Regions from separate parts of the Sus scrofa genome. Here region 1 is linked to region 2. The links are chromatin contacts, called in public Hi-C maps. All regions are on one chromosome and are shown on one strand. The core of a region is the stretch at or near the end of the contact, and the rest is flanking DNA. Distances in the headings are between cores, read along the strand shown. Region 1 overlaps CEP350 (centrosome-associated protein 350). Region 2 has its middle 24 kb from the start of TOR1AIP2.

Evidence for each region. A called contact is a pair of places that touch in the nucleus more often than the background predicts.
Region 1: a contact with region 2 is called in a Hi-C map of liver, with 4 times the contacts expected there. The contact joins two enhancer-like sites. A contact is called at or near these places in 10 of 47 Hi-C or Micro-C datasets (alveolar macrophages, embryonic fibroblasts, fetal liver and 6 more) and 1 of 2 datasets of contacts at active chromatin or transcription factors (alveolar macrophages).

What each region holds. Positions count from the first base shown.
Region 1 is chr9:121,626,688-121,633,248 of Sscrofa11.1, reverse strand. CEP350 (centrosome-associated protein 350) reads right to left here. Exons shown (of 43, transcript XM_021063750.1): 9 at 1,970-2,116; 10 at 38-696. Among named protein-coding and RNA genes, the nearest start is that of CEP350, 39 kb to the right of the region's middle. Within about 2 kb of position 1,603, at least 1 of the 83 cell types and tissues checked has an H3K27ac peak or open chromatin away from gene starts, as enhancers often do. A contact at or near this core is called in liver, where this site is marked.
Region 2 is chr9:121,462,226-121,468,156 of Sscrofa11.1, reverse strand. No RefSeq gene overlaps it. Among named protein-coding and RNA genes, the nearest start is that of TOR1AIP2, 24 kb to the left of the region's middle. Within about 2 kb of position 4,561, at least 6 of the 83 cell types and tissues checked have an H3K27ac peak or open chromatin away from gene starts, as enhancers often do. A contact at or near this core is called in liver, where this site is marked.

The sequences.
Region 1 (6,561 bases), core at 354-2,853, 170 kb before region 2:
AATTACTCCCTTTTGTATTTTTGTCACTATTTATTACCTGTGTTTCCTGTGTAATATGTTGATGAGTTGGCTCTTCAAGCAATGACTTTTCTAGTAACAATTTGGAATAAGTTTCCTGCAGTCGCCTAGCTGCTGATGGCTCGGGAGGAGGCACATTTTTTACTTTAGTAAAGGCTTCCTTCTGTTTCCGGTAGAGCTCCTGCAATCGTTTGTTCTTCTGTTCAGTGGCCTCCTTTTGAGCCTTCTTCTCTTCATTTTGCTTCCTCTTCCTTTCCTCCTGCTGTCTAACAATGTACTGTCGTACCTCATCTGTGTCATAGTGGCGCTTTTTGGAAATTACAGGTGGATCTTCATTAGCTGTTATTTTGTCAGGTTTTCTTTTTATTGGGCTGTGACTCCTAGGAGCTTGTATTGATGTTGATGACTTCTGATTCTGTAACTCTCCCGTCTCTTGCCTGGTAGCCTGAGTTGTAGAATCCAGCTGCAGGTCATCAAGAATTCCACGAATTTCAACAGGTAAAAAGTCCTTATTTAAGGCAGCATTTTCCTCCTGTTTATTATCTGGAAGAGGTGGGGCTGATTTCTTTACATTATTTTCTGACCGAGCTCTACTTCTAGAACGTTCTGAGTTTCGTGGAAGATGTCTATGTGAAACATCCAATCTGGGATCTGATTCTGCTCTTCCAACATGACCTCCTGCAAAAGTATGACTAACGGTTAATGATGTATTAAAATTCTATATTCACTCCTAAAATTTATTGCACAAAGGAGAAAACTAGGGAATTTCACTTCATCTTAAACTCAAATTCGAATATCCTATAAAGTCTTATAAAGAATATTTTAGAAGGAAAGAAAAACAGTACAAGAAGAATACCAATATTCTTAGAAACTATACTTCCTTGGCACTTTTAAAAACTGCATTTTTTTATATTTCTGAAATAAGGATAGATCTTGCTATTGATATGAATTAACTATTACCATAGAATTACCATTTCTCTCCCATAGGCATATTTAATGTTATTATTTCTTTCCCTCCCCAAACCCCCAAACAGCTGTTTATAAAAAGCCAACAATGTTAGGATGCCACAACTCTCCAATGAGTAACAGCAAATATTATATATATATATATATATATAGAAAAACAATCATTTTATCATCTAAATGTTGATGTGGCTTAAATTTAGATTGAAAATGCATGTGAATTTATTTCTAAGCTAGATGAAAGAGGAGCAAATACAAAATATATACTGACTTCTACATATCAAATTGCCTTTCTTACTGAATCCATTCCAGAAGCTCAAATTAACTGAGACAAGTTTTTGCTACTGAAAAGGAAAACTGGCTTGTAGGTATTTATATTTCATTTCCCTGAGTTAGAGTTCATGAAAAAGTAACTAGTTACTTCAAATAGCATTCAAAGCATTTCAAAAAGAGAAAAGCAATGGATTTCAGAGTCAAACTAGGGAGCTGTGAATCTAGATCAAATTTTGCCACCCACTGAATGTATATCCAGAAGAAAAATCACTTCTCTCTTAGGGCCTGTTTCCTCATCTGTCAAACAAAAAAAATTCAACCTTGTGAATGTTTAACCTGTGTTTGTGTATGCAGAGATAAGACAGACAGATCTGATTCTCTAAAGGTCCCTAAAAGTCTAATAAGATTTGATTAAATGGTGCTTTGCTATTTATTCATAATGACAGCTGAAATTAATATAGCACAAGAAGAATTCTTAATAAAGATTATTATAACATCCATATAAAGAAATTATCCACAGGCAAGCCCAATAGAACTTTTTTTTTTTGAGCTACATTCTCAATTATAAAACAAAGTCTTAGAGCATTCTTTAAAAAAGGTATTTTTCACCCTCTCCTTGAAGTATTTTAGGACCAAGCAACCTTTTTAGTTGGCCTTTTCACCAACAACCAATATTTAATGGAACTGGAGATAATTTAACAATGTAATTACTCACCAGATTTAGTAATTCTTTCTCTTCCACTTCTGTCACTTGATGCTGTTCTTCGCTCTTTTTGCTCTATTCTGGGTGCAGGTCCCAGAATTTTCTTTACTAATTTTTGCCCATCTCGCCAAGAAGATGTACTTATCAGATGACTGCTACCTAAAAAATAAAAAAAAATAATAATAAAAAAACATATAAATAGGAGTTCCCGTCGTGGCACAGTGGTTAACGAATCCGACTAGGGACCATGGGGCTGCAGGTTTGATCCCTGCCCTTGCTCAGTGAGTTAATGATCCAGCGTTGCCGAGAGCTGTGGTGTAGGTTGCAGACACAGCTCGGATCCCGCGTTGCTGTGGCTCTGGCATAGGCTGGCAGCTACAGCTCCGATTAGACCCCTAGCCTGGGAACCTCCATATGCTGCAGGAGCAGCCCAGGAAATGGCAAAAAAAAAAAAAAAAAAATACATACATATATATATATATATATATGCATACATATAGGATTGAATTTAAAACTTAAATTTTACCTCTAAGAAGTACATCTTATTCAACCATACAGGTATTTGTAATTAACCTTTTGCTCATCTTATACCAAAATCAAAAGGTTTATAATCTAATTATATTTTTAATTTAAGTCCCCAAAATCAATTAACTGTTTGTTTAAATCTTGATATACCCACATACCTCAAATACTAAGTGTAAAATGCTCTGAAAATTAAGTTCCAAATATCAATGATTTCTGAAAGCTCAAGAACTAGGGCACTGAATCTAACAATTTTGGCACAGAACAAAAACATGTCTTAACTATAAGTGTTTACCAAAAATAGCACAGTACCTGACACACAGTAAAATATATGTCTGCTGAATGAACAAATGATTAAGCTAAGCATAGAAAAAAATTTTGAGGAAACATACAACAGTTAAGAGTGATTACCTTTGAAGAGGATGGTACTGCAGGGAATTTCACATAATATTTTACAGACATATACCAAAACCACACACTACTTTCTTTGCATAGAACAATGGCATTCAAAAAGCCAATATCATAGTTTTAAAATGTCATTATAAAAGCTCATAAAAATAAAATTATATTCCAACAAATGTAGCTGTTTATTGAGAAAAACTTTTCATTTATTAGTTTCAGATTGTAAAAAAATTAAAATTAGACCGTTTTTTTCAAAACAGATGATACAGAAGAAAGTGACAGAACAGGAGTTCCTTTTGTGGTTCAGCAGGTTAAGAACCTGACTTGTATCCATAAGGATGCAGGTTCAATCCCCAGCCTCACTCAGTGGGTTAAGGAACTGGCAATGCCACGAGCTGCAGCATAGGTTGCAGAGACAGCTTGGATCCCACGCTGCTGTGGCTGTGATGTAGGCCAGGAGTTGTAGCTCCCAATTTAACCCCTAGCCTGGTAACTTCCACATGCCTCAGGTGCAGCCCTAAAAAGAAAAAAAGAAAGAAAGAAATTGACAGAACATTATAAATCAACCATACTTTAATAAAAAAATCCTAAAAAAGAACAAAAGAAAAAACAGATAACTTCACAAAACAAAAAAATGACATGACAGTTTACAAAATAAAAATCATTTTTTAAAACAAATATATAAAAGTATTTATTAAGAAATGTAATGGAAATGAAAATAATGACATAGCACTTTAAACCTAATTAAATTAGGAAAAATACTTTTATATTCATAGCCCAAACTGGTAAAGTTACAATAAAAAAATCACTCTACTTATACAAAATATTTTGCTAATCAAAATATAAGTGGATATACTTTCATCTAAAAAAAATACAACATAGTATTACATGTCAGGGACCCTCAAAAGGCTTATTTCCCTTGATCAAATAATCCAAGTAACAGAAATGTATCCAATAGAAAGAAAAAAAATAAAGGAAAATGTTTACTGTATAATTTTTTTTTTTAAATAAAATCAGAAGTAACCTAAACACTGAATAGTGAACTTAGTTAAACAATGTTTCTGTTAGAAGGAGTACTGTGTGGCCACTTCAAACGGCAATTTCTGTAAAAAATAACAGAAATGTTCCTGTACTAAGATATTAATAGATAAAGATAAAATTTTATGTATACAATGATTATAATCACCTACTATACTATTATGATTTTTAAATTACTGTAAGGTATTACACAAAACAGTACTTTTAAGTAAGGGCAGTGATTTTTATCTGTTTTCTTCTATTTTTTAAGCTTTCTGTGATACAATTTTATTGTATATATAAATTCTAAAAATTCTATTTAGAATTTCACTTAAAGGGGCTTTAAAAGTTTAAATGGGAGTACAATTCTAATGAAAACATCTATTATTAAAAAAATGAATTATAAATGTGTGCTATTTCCTTTAGAAATTTTTTTGCACCTTAAACAGTCTATCTAGAATATTTAAAAAGTTTTCAGTCTACTGCTCAATCTATTTATAAGAAATTTTGTGTTCTTAAGGAAAATGTGAGAACAGGCTGCTCTTCAATTTCAGCTTAATTTTCGGAATCAAGAGCAAGTCACCATCAACACGCTGGGTAGTTATTTGCATATACTAGCTTCCAGATATGCTGGGTGGTTCTTTCTCAATTCTGACTTTCTGTAATATTCTCATGCAGTTTTTGGTAGAAAAAGAGGGCTTTCACTACAGATAAACTATTAATATAGGCTTAGCACATTTTAATGACACTCTGCCTCAGTCACTTTCACAGTACACACATGGGAATTACCACAAAAGTGGATAAACACAATCCGAGATCAATGTTTATAAGTTATAGCAGTCGAAGCAATTCATTTCAAATTATGCCCCCTGACAACTACTATTACATTAAAAATATTACATGAGGAGTTCCTGCTATGGTGCAACAGGATGGGTGGCATCTCTGTAGTGCCGGGATACAGGTTTGAGTCCCAGCCCATCACAGTGGGTTAAAGGATCTGGCACTGCCACAGCTCCAGCATAGGTCACAACTGCAGCTCAAATCTGATCCCTGGCCTGGGAACTCCCTATGCCTTAAGGTAGCCAAAAAAGAGGGAAAAAAAAAAAAAAATGAAAAATACTTTTTTTTAAATCCAAGAATTAGTTTATTTTATACATATTCATATATATATTTTTTTCATGTTCCTACCAAATCTTATTGATTTGTATATAACCAAGGTCATTCTCGTATGACATCAAGGGTTAACAAAGAGGTCTCAAAACATATCGCTTGCCACTGCTGATGAGTTCATGACCAGAAAAACAAGTATCTGGTCAAAAACCAGTGCCCCATCACTACTGTTCTACGTTCCCATAAGACCTTGTATGTTCCCTACCCTACATTCATTATACTTTATTATAACTACGTAGATACTGTTTTCCTGACAAGACTGTAAGTTCCAGGAGGGCAGGGGCTATGTGCATTCTGCTTACCACTGTATTGCCTAAGCTTAGAATACTCTGGTGCCTCATATATAGCAAGTGCTCAAAAATATCTGCATAGTGGGAGTTCCCATTGTGGCACAGCAGAAACAAAACTGACTAGGAACCATGAGGTTGCAGGTTCGATCCCTGGTCTCGCCCAGTGGATTAAGGATCTGGCATTGCCATGAGCTGTGGTGTAGGTCACAGACGCGGCCTGAATCTGGCACTGCTGTGGCTCTGGTGTAGGCCGATAAAAGTAACTCCGATTAGACCCCAGCCTGGGAACCTACATACGCCATGGGTGCAGCCCTAAAGAGCAAAAAAAAAAAAAAAGTTTGCATAGTGAATGAATGTATGAATGTCTCCAAACTGAAAGTGACAAGTTCCCAACTTTCTCCATTCTCTCTCGGACCAAATTATTCATTGACTTAAATATGACATACTAAATAGCCATTGTGCAGTATAGCTAGGAATAATAATCATTAGTTGTAGTGGAATTATACCCAACAAGTGAGTGATGAACATGTGCCAAATACTACATTGAGTGCTTTTGGTACTATTTTAATTCTCACAACAACTTGCGAGAAAAATACTGCCTTCCCATTTACATAGGAAAACCAAGACAACTCGTTTACCAAAGGAACAAAGCTAGACATAAGAGAGCCAGGTTATAAATTCAAGCAATCTGTATCAAGCCTGAAATGTTAATCACTACAGAACTAGGGAATTCCCTTTTTTCCCATCTTGATTTATTCAGAATTCAGCCTGACCACTACTGACATGGACTGTCATACTTCTCTTATGTAACATTTATACTCTTTTGAAAATAAGTGAAGGAACTTAGCTACAGTCCTAAGCCATCCCTTTGTATATAAAAGTTCACTACATAAAAATCATTACCTTTAATTTGGTTAATTTTATTAAAAATAATGACAGAAAAAAATGGGGGGCATTGTTCAGCATCATGGTGAACATGTGGTTTCATGAGTATATACATATATGAAAACATATCAAGCTATACATTCTAAATATGTACCAACTACTCTGTCAATTATACCTCAATAAAGCACACATATACAAAATAAAGATACATGAAATATACTGAATTTGTATGTGTCTATAATGAGAACATTTATTTCCATGTAGATGCTATTTCACTAATGTGTAACTTGAGGATGGGCCTAATATTGAGAAAACTAA
Region 2 (5,931 bases), core at 3,312-5,811:
GCCCGCGAGCTCTGCAAAGGTAGTTTAGCTTAATGCTTATGCCTGGGAGGCAGGTGCCCAGAGATGGACCATTACGTATAATTGAAGTTTGTAGGTAACATCCCTTTAGGGATTAGCTTGTAATAGAAACACTCTTCCCTGTTACAAACCGAAACACTATATGCAGTTGTTCAGACTCTTTTGTTAACGAATAGCACCTCACATAATCATAGGAAGATTAGAATTATGATACTCTCTTAGTTGCTTTGAATTATTTATACTTTCCGCAGGTTTACTGAGGTATAATTGGCAAATAAAATTATATGTATTTCCTGGAGTTCCCATCATGGTGCAGTAGTTAATGAATCCGACTAGGAACCATGAGGTTACAGGTTCGATCCCTGGCCTTGCTCAGTGGGTTAAGGATCCGGCATCGCCGTGAGCTATGGTGTAGGTTGCAGGCAAGGCTCGGATCCCTTGTTGCTGTGGCTGTGGTGTAGGCCAGTGGCTACAGCTCCGATATGACCCCTAGCCTGGGAATCTTCATGTGCCACGGGAGCGGCCCTGGAAAAGGCAAAAAGACAAATAATCATAATAATAATAAAAATAAAATCATATATATTTCAGGTATATAACATGATGATTTTCTAGACATATATTGTGCAGTGATCACCACAGTCAAGCTAATTAACATATTCATCACCTTACATAGTCATCTTTTGTCTGTGGTAAGAACACAAGATTGATTTTCTGAGCAGATTTCCAGGATACAATTACACAAGCAGCTGTGCAGTCACCCTGCCGTACCTTAGGTTTCCAGAACTCATAGCTGAATATTTGTACCTTTGGACCTACATCTCCCTGCTATTATTTACTTTTTTTTTTTTTTTTTTTGGCTGCACCCTTGGCATGTGGAAGTTCCCAGGCCAGGGACTGAACCTGTGCCAGGGCAGTGACCTGATTTGCAGCAGTGACAATGCGAATACTAATCTGCGCACCACAAGGGAACACCCTATTTAAATTTTTTTGTCTCTTTTTTTTTAGGGCTGCACCCGCGGCATATGGAGGTTCCCAGGCTAGCGGTCGAATGGAGCTATTGCTGCCAGTCTACACCACAGCCACAGCAACACGGGATCCGAGCCTCGTCTGCGACCTACACTGCAGCTCACGGCAACACTGGATCCTTAACCCACTGAGCAAGACCAGGGATTGAACCCACGTCCTCATGGATGCTAGTCTGGTTTATTAACCACTGAGCCACGATGGGAACTCCCCCTATTTACATTTAATAAGTGGTGTTTATCTTAGAATATAATGTTATTCTCCTAAATATATCTTTCTTGATATTCATATTGGCTGTCAGTTTATTTCCCTATTAACTGTTTTCAAGTTCATATTTTTTAATATAAAAGTAACAACTTTCATAATCATAAATTATGATCATATTTTACTCTTGCAATGACTATATACTGAATTAAATGATAGATTTTCAAACCTATCACATAAGGTGATTTTCACTCTGTTAAATTATGGACTTGGTTTACATACTTGAAAGTGAATGTTCAGATTTAACAAAAAGTCTGAGTGACCTGCTTCACTGAATTCTTGTAGCTGTTCAAGCATCATTTACTACGAATCTATCTTTTCCTCACTGATTTGAAATGCCACCCTGTCACATACTCTGTTCCCCTGTGTGTTTGTGCCTGTTTCTGAATTTTCTATTCTCATCCATTGAGCTGGTCATTAGGCAGAAGGACCACACAGTTGTAATTACTGGAGCTTTAATACTGGTGGCGGCTTACTTATTTCAGAAATTTCCTACCATTATTACTTTTTTATGTTAAATTTGTTTGTATTTATTTTTATTTTTTTGGCTGTGCCCCAGGCATACAAAAGTTCCCAGGTCACAGCAGTGACAACACCGAGTTCTTAACTGCCAGGCCACCAGGGAACTCCTCAAATGAACTTTAAAATCACCTTATCTAAAAGATATTAGTATTTTTCATAGGGACGGTATTAAAATTTTAATGATCTGGTGGCAAATTGGCATCTTCATGACATGTAGTCTGCATAGCTAAAAAGCAAACAAACTGCTGTGTTTGGACAGCCTTGTTTTTATGATTACACTGTGGCCAGAAGAGGCTGGAAAATGTGCCTCTCAAGTCGAAGAGCTCGCATGCAGTGAAGTCCTAACTCTTGTGTTACAAAAGCATCAGTTTTTTTTCATGCTCAAATGTCGGAGTGATTCTCTCTCTCTCTCTCTCTTTTCTCCCCATTTTTCTCTCCTCTCTGCAATTGTGGGCGAACTCCTTCCATTACCAGGAAGGGTGTAATCTTTTTTTTTTTTTTTTTTTTTTGCCATTTCTTGGGCCGCTCCCGTGGCATATGGAGGTTCCCAGGCTAGGGGTCTAATCAGAGCTGTAGCCGCCGGTCTACACCACAGCCACAGCAATGCAGGATCCGAGCCGCATCTGCAACCTACACCACAGCTCATGGCAATGCCAGCAGCTACAGCTCCAATTTGACCCCTAGCCTGGGAACCTCCATATGCCAAGGGTGCAGCCCTAGAAAAAAAGGCAAAAAGACAAAAACAAGAAAAAGAAAGAAGTGACTGAGCCCAGCAGAGCCTGCAGATGGCTTGTTGCAGTAGATGATCTTCCCAGCTCTGTTTGGGGGCTGGTTGTTCCCCAACAGGCTTTCTTGCCCAGCACCCAGATACAAAATACAGAAGGAGAATGCAAATGTTCCTCTGATAAATCTGAGGGGGTGACCCTATAAGGCCCAGGGGCAAGGCGGCAGCTGCCCTGCAGAAAAGCCTTGAAGAGATATGACTAGAGGGGGAGAGCAAACTGGGGGCAGCCCCTCACCATCTGCCCCTCCCTCCATCCTGGGTTCCCACATCCTGGTGGGCGGCATTGAGCATAAGTTTATGGGACAGAAAACACTTAAGACTAGTGGGATGGGAGCTCCCACTGTGGCACAGTGGGTTAAGAATCTGACTGCAGTGGCTTGGGTCGCTGGGGAGGTGCAGGTTCCATCCCCCGCCTGGCACCATGGGTTAAAGGACCTGGCCTTGCTGCAGCTGCAGTGTAGTTTGCAGCTGTGGCTCAGATTCAGTCCCTGGCCTAGGAACTTCCATATGTTGTGGGTGCGGCCATTAAAAAAAAAGACTAGTGGGATGTCTTGTTTGGGTCCATAGATGACGTTTTGCAGAGGAAGAACGAGAACGTCTAGATTTATGTTGTTTAGTGTTTAAATTATCTCTCCACGCACCAACCCCACCTGGGAGCATCAGCTGACAGAAACTTTCAGTCTTACAGAAAAAACACACTATATTAAAAAGCAAAAGTAAACCACTCTGTTCTATGGGTTTGAAAAAAATAGGAAATGGTCTTTCGCTAACCATGTCTCACTCTGTCCTCTTTTTTAATTTCCAGTGGTCTTGGGATCGTATGTTGCATCTGATGTTTAGAGCAGATGCAGATGCGAGGAGCAGAAATGCCCCTGTGGGGAAAAGCCCAACTATGCATCGTCATTGAAAATGTGCTCCAATGTAATATTCTTAAAATATTGGAAAGCGGAGTGAGCGTGGGTTCCATTCACCAGGCGACCCTGTGGCTCTCCTGTGGGCAAAGGCAGAGTCTTGAGCGGGGCGACCTGATCTGATTATCCCATCTGCACTGCCCTGCCAAGGTCTGCCACCTCCTGCCCTCCCCTCCCTCCCCAGAACTGCCGAAGCCTGGCCGTGACCTGGCGTTGTGGCTATGGGGAGTCGAGGACATGACAGGGCTGTGGCTGTGTCAGCCCCGTAGGGTACAGACACCAATGCAAGCATGACCAAGGTCTGTTATATTTGGCCCAGAAGCTGTATACAGACTCTCTTGTAGAATCCAAAGCCGGAGCAGGCTTTGCAGCCTCCCTTTGCTTCTGGCCCTTCCTGCAGCCACGCCTGGGTGTCCTTGTTGACGTCTTAGGGCTGCTGTGTCTAAGAAACTGACACTCACCTGGGGGTTATGACCCCCTTTTTTATTTTTAAGTGTCTCCTCCCCCCTCCCCCAGATAGTTTCTGTGACTCCGTCCTTTGCTTCCCTTTGACAGAGAAGCAGCAGGGGCTCAAGGTTTCTGAGAACCAGGAGGCAAGTTCAAGCTCTTGCCCTTGAACCTTTGCCTGTGACTGACTCAGTCGTAGTTGCCAAGCTCCGTCGGCTCAGGCTCTGCCAGGGCTGGCTTCGCTCTGGAGTAATCCTCTTAGACCCCCAAATTGTCTGGTGAGCCCTCAAAACTGGACATTTTTATTCCCCCGGTCAGATGGTTGCTGATGGCTGATGGAGGAAACTTTCACATAGGAGGGACGGGGCAGTCAGTCTGGCTGTCACAGGATCTGGCTTGAACTTCATGCTGATTGGGACAGCCTGTCTGTGGCCCATCACACATCCACTGGACGTCGGCTCTAACCATACAAGACAAGGGTGCCGTGTCCAGAAGTAAAGAATGTCCGTTTTGAAGATAGAGATAAATGCCTCCCTTCCTGGGACGTCAGTGCCAGGACCTCTTTGATGATAAGGCTCCCTCCCCAGGCGCTGAGGCCAGACTGACTCACTGTGGATGTGCTAATCTGTCTTTGTTGGAAATCCTGAGGGCATGTACCCCTGTCGTGTTTGATGTTCTTTGCTCTGATAAGATATAAAACTGCTGAAAACCATGCTTCTCTGGAGCAATTCCTCAGAGCCATCTCAGAGTCCGTCTCCAACTTGCATTAAACTCTCCTCTGTTTTATTATAGGCTGGTGACTGATGATTCGCGGCGACAGTGCATCGAGGTGAGGGTGACTCTGTGACCTCTGCCTGTCCCCTAGCTCTAGGACTCTTGGATCTCCACAGCTGAGGTCACGTCTTAGAGCCGTCTTTCTTTTCTTGTCTCTGTAATTCACGTCACTGTGTATCTCCACCTTCTAGGCTCCAGCCTGTCACCTAGCTCATCCTCTGCTAGCTGCGCCTATCTCTGGTGGAACTTCAGTCGGCCCTCATCAGCTACAAATTGCCTTGGTCAATGGTTTCCTGCCCCAGTGACCTGGGACCCATCTGTTATGGATTGAATGCATGTGTCCTCTGAAATGTATATAATTGGAATCCTACCCCACAGCGGGGTAGCATTAGAGGTAGGTCTTTAGGTGTGATAGGTCCTGGGGTGGAGTCCTCATATGTATGATAGTACCCTTATAAAAGAGGCCCCGGGGGTGGGGTGGGGGGCTCTCTGGTCCCTTTCTTCCATGTGGTTCCTGGTTGGATTCGTTTCTGCTGCGCCACGACGGGAACTCCATCCGTTCTTCCGTGTGAAGACACAGTGAGAAGACGGCCATCCGGGAATGGAAAAGTGCACCCTCGCCAGACACTGAAGCTGAGAGCACCTTGACCTTATACTTCCCAGCCCCCAGAACTGTGAGAAACAAATGTTTGTTGTTTAAGCTTCCTATCTATGGTAATTGTCAGCCTGAGCTAAGACCCTGTCCTTAGCGATTCCATTCTTGCAAACATGAGGACAAAGTCTGGCAGGAAAGACATGCTGAGGTTGGTATTAACTTCCTAAAGTAATGAGGCAAGCAGATGGGACGTCCCTCCCCGCCCCATCCTTTTTTTTTTTTTTTTTTAGGGCTGCACATGCAGCATATGGAGGTTCCCAGGCTAGGGATTGAATTGGAGCTACAGCTGCCAGCCACAGCCACTACCACAGCCATGTGGGGACTGAGCCTTGGCTGTGAACTACACCACAGCGCACGGCAACACCAGATCCTTAACCCACTGAGCGAGGCCAGGGATTGAACCCGGGTCCTCATGGATGCTCATCAGGTTTGTTACCGCTGAGTCTCATTGGGCAGTATCCTCCCTCTCCCCACCGCCACCCTGTCTTTGAAGTCTTTGACCATGCCAGTCTGAGGACAAGGGACTCCATCTT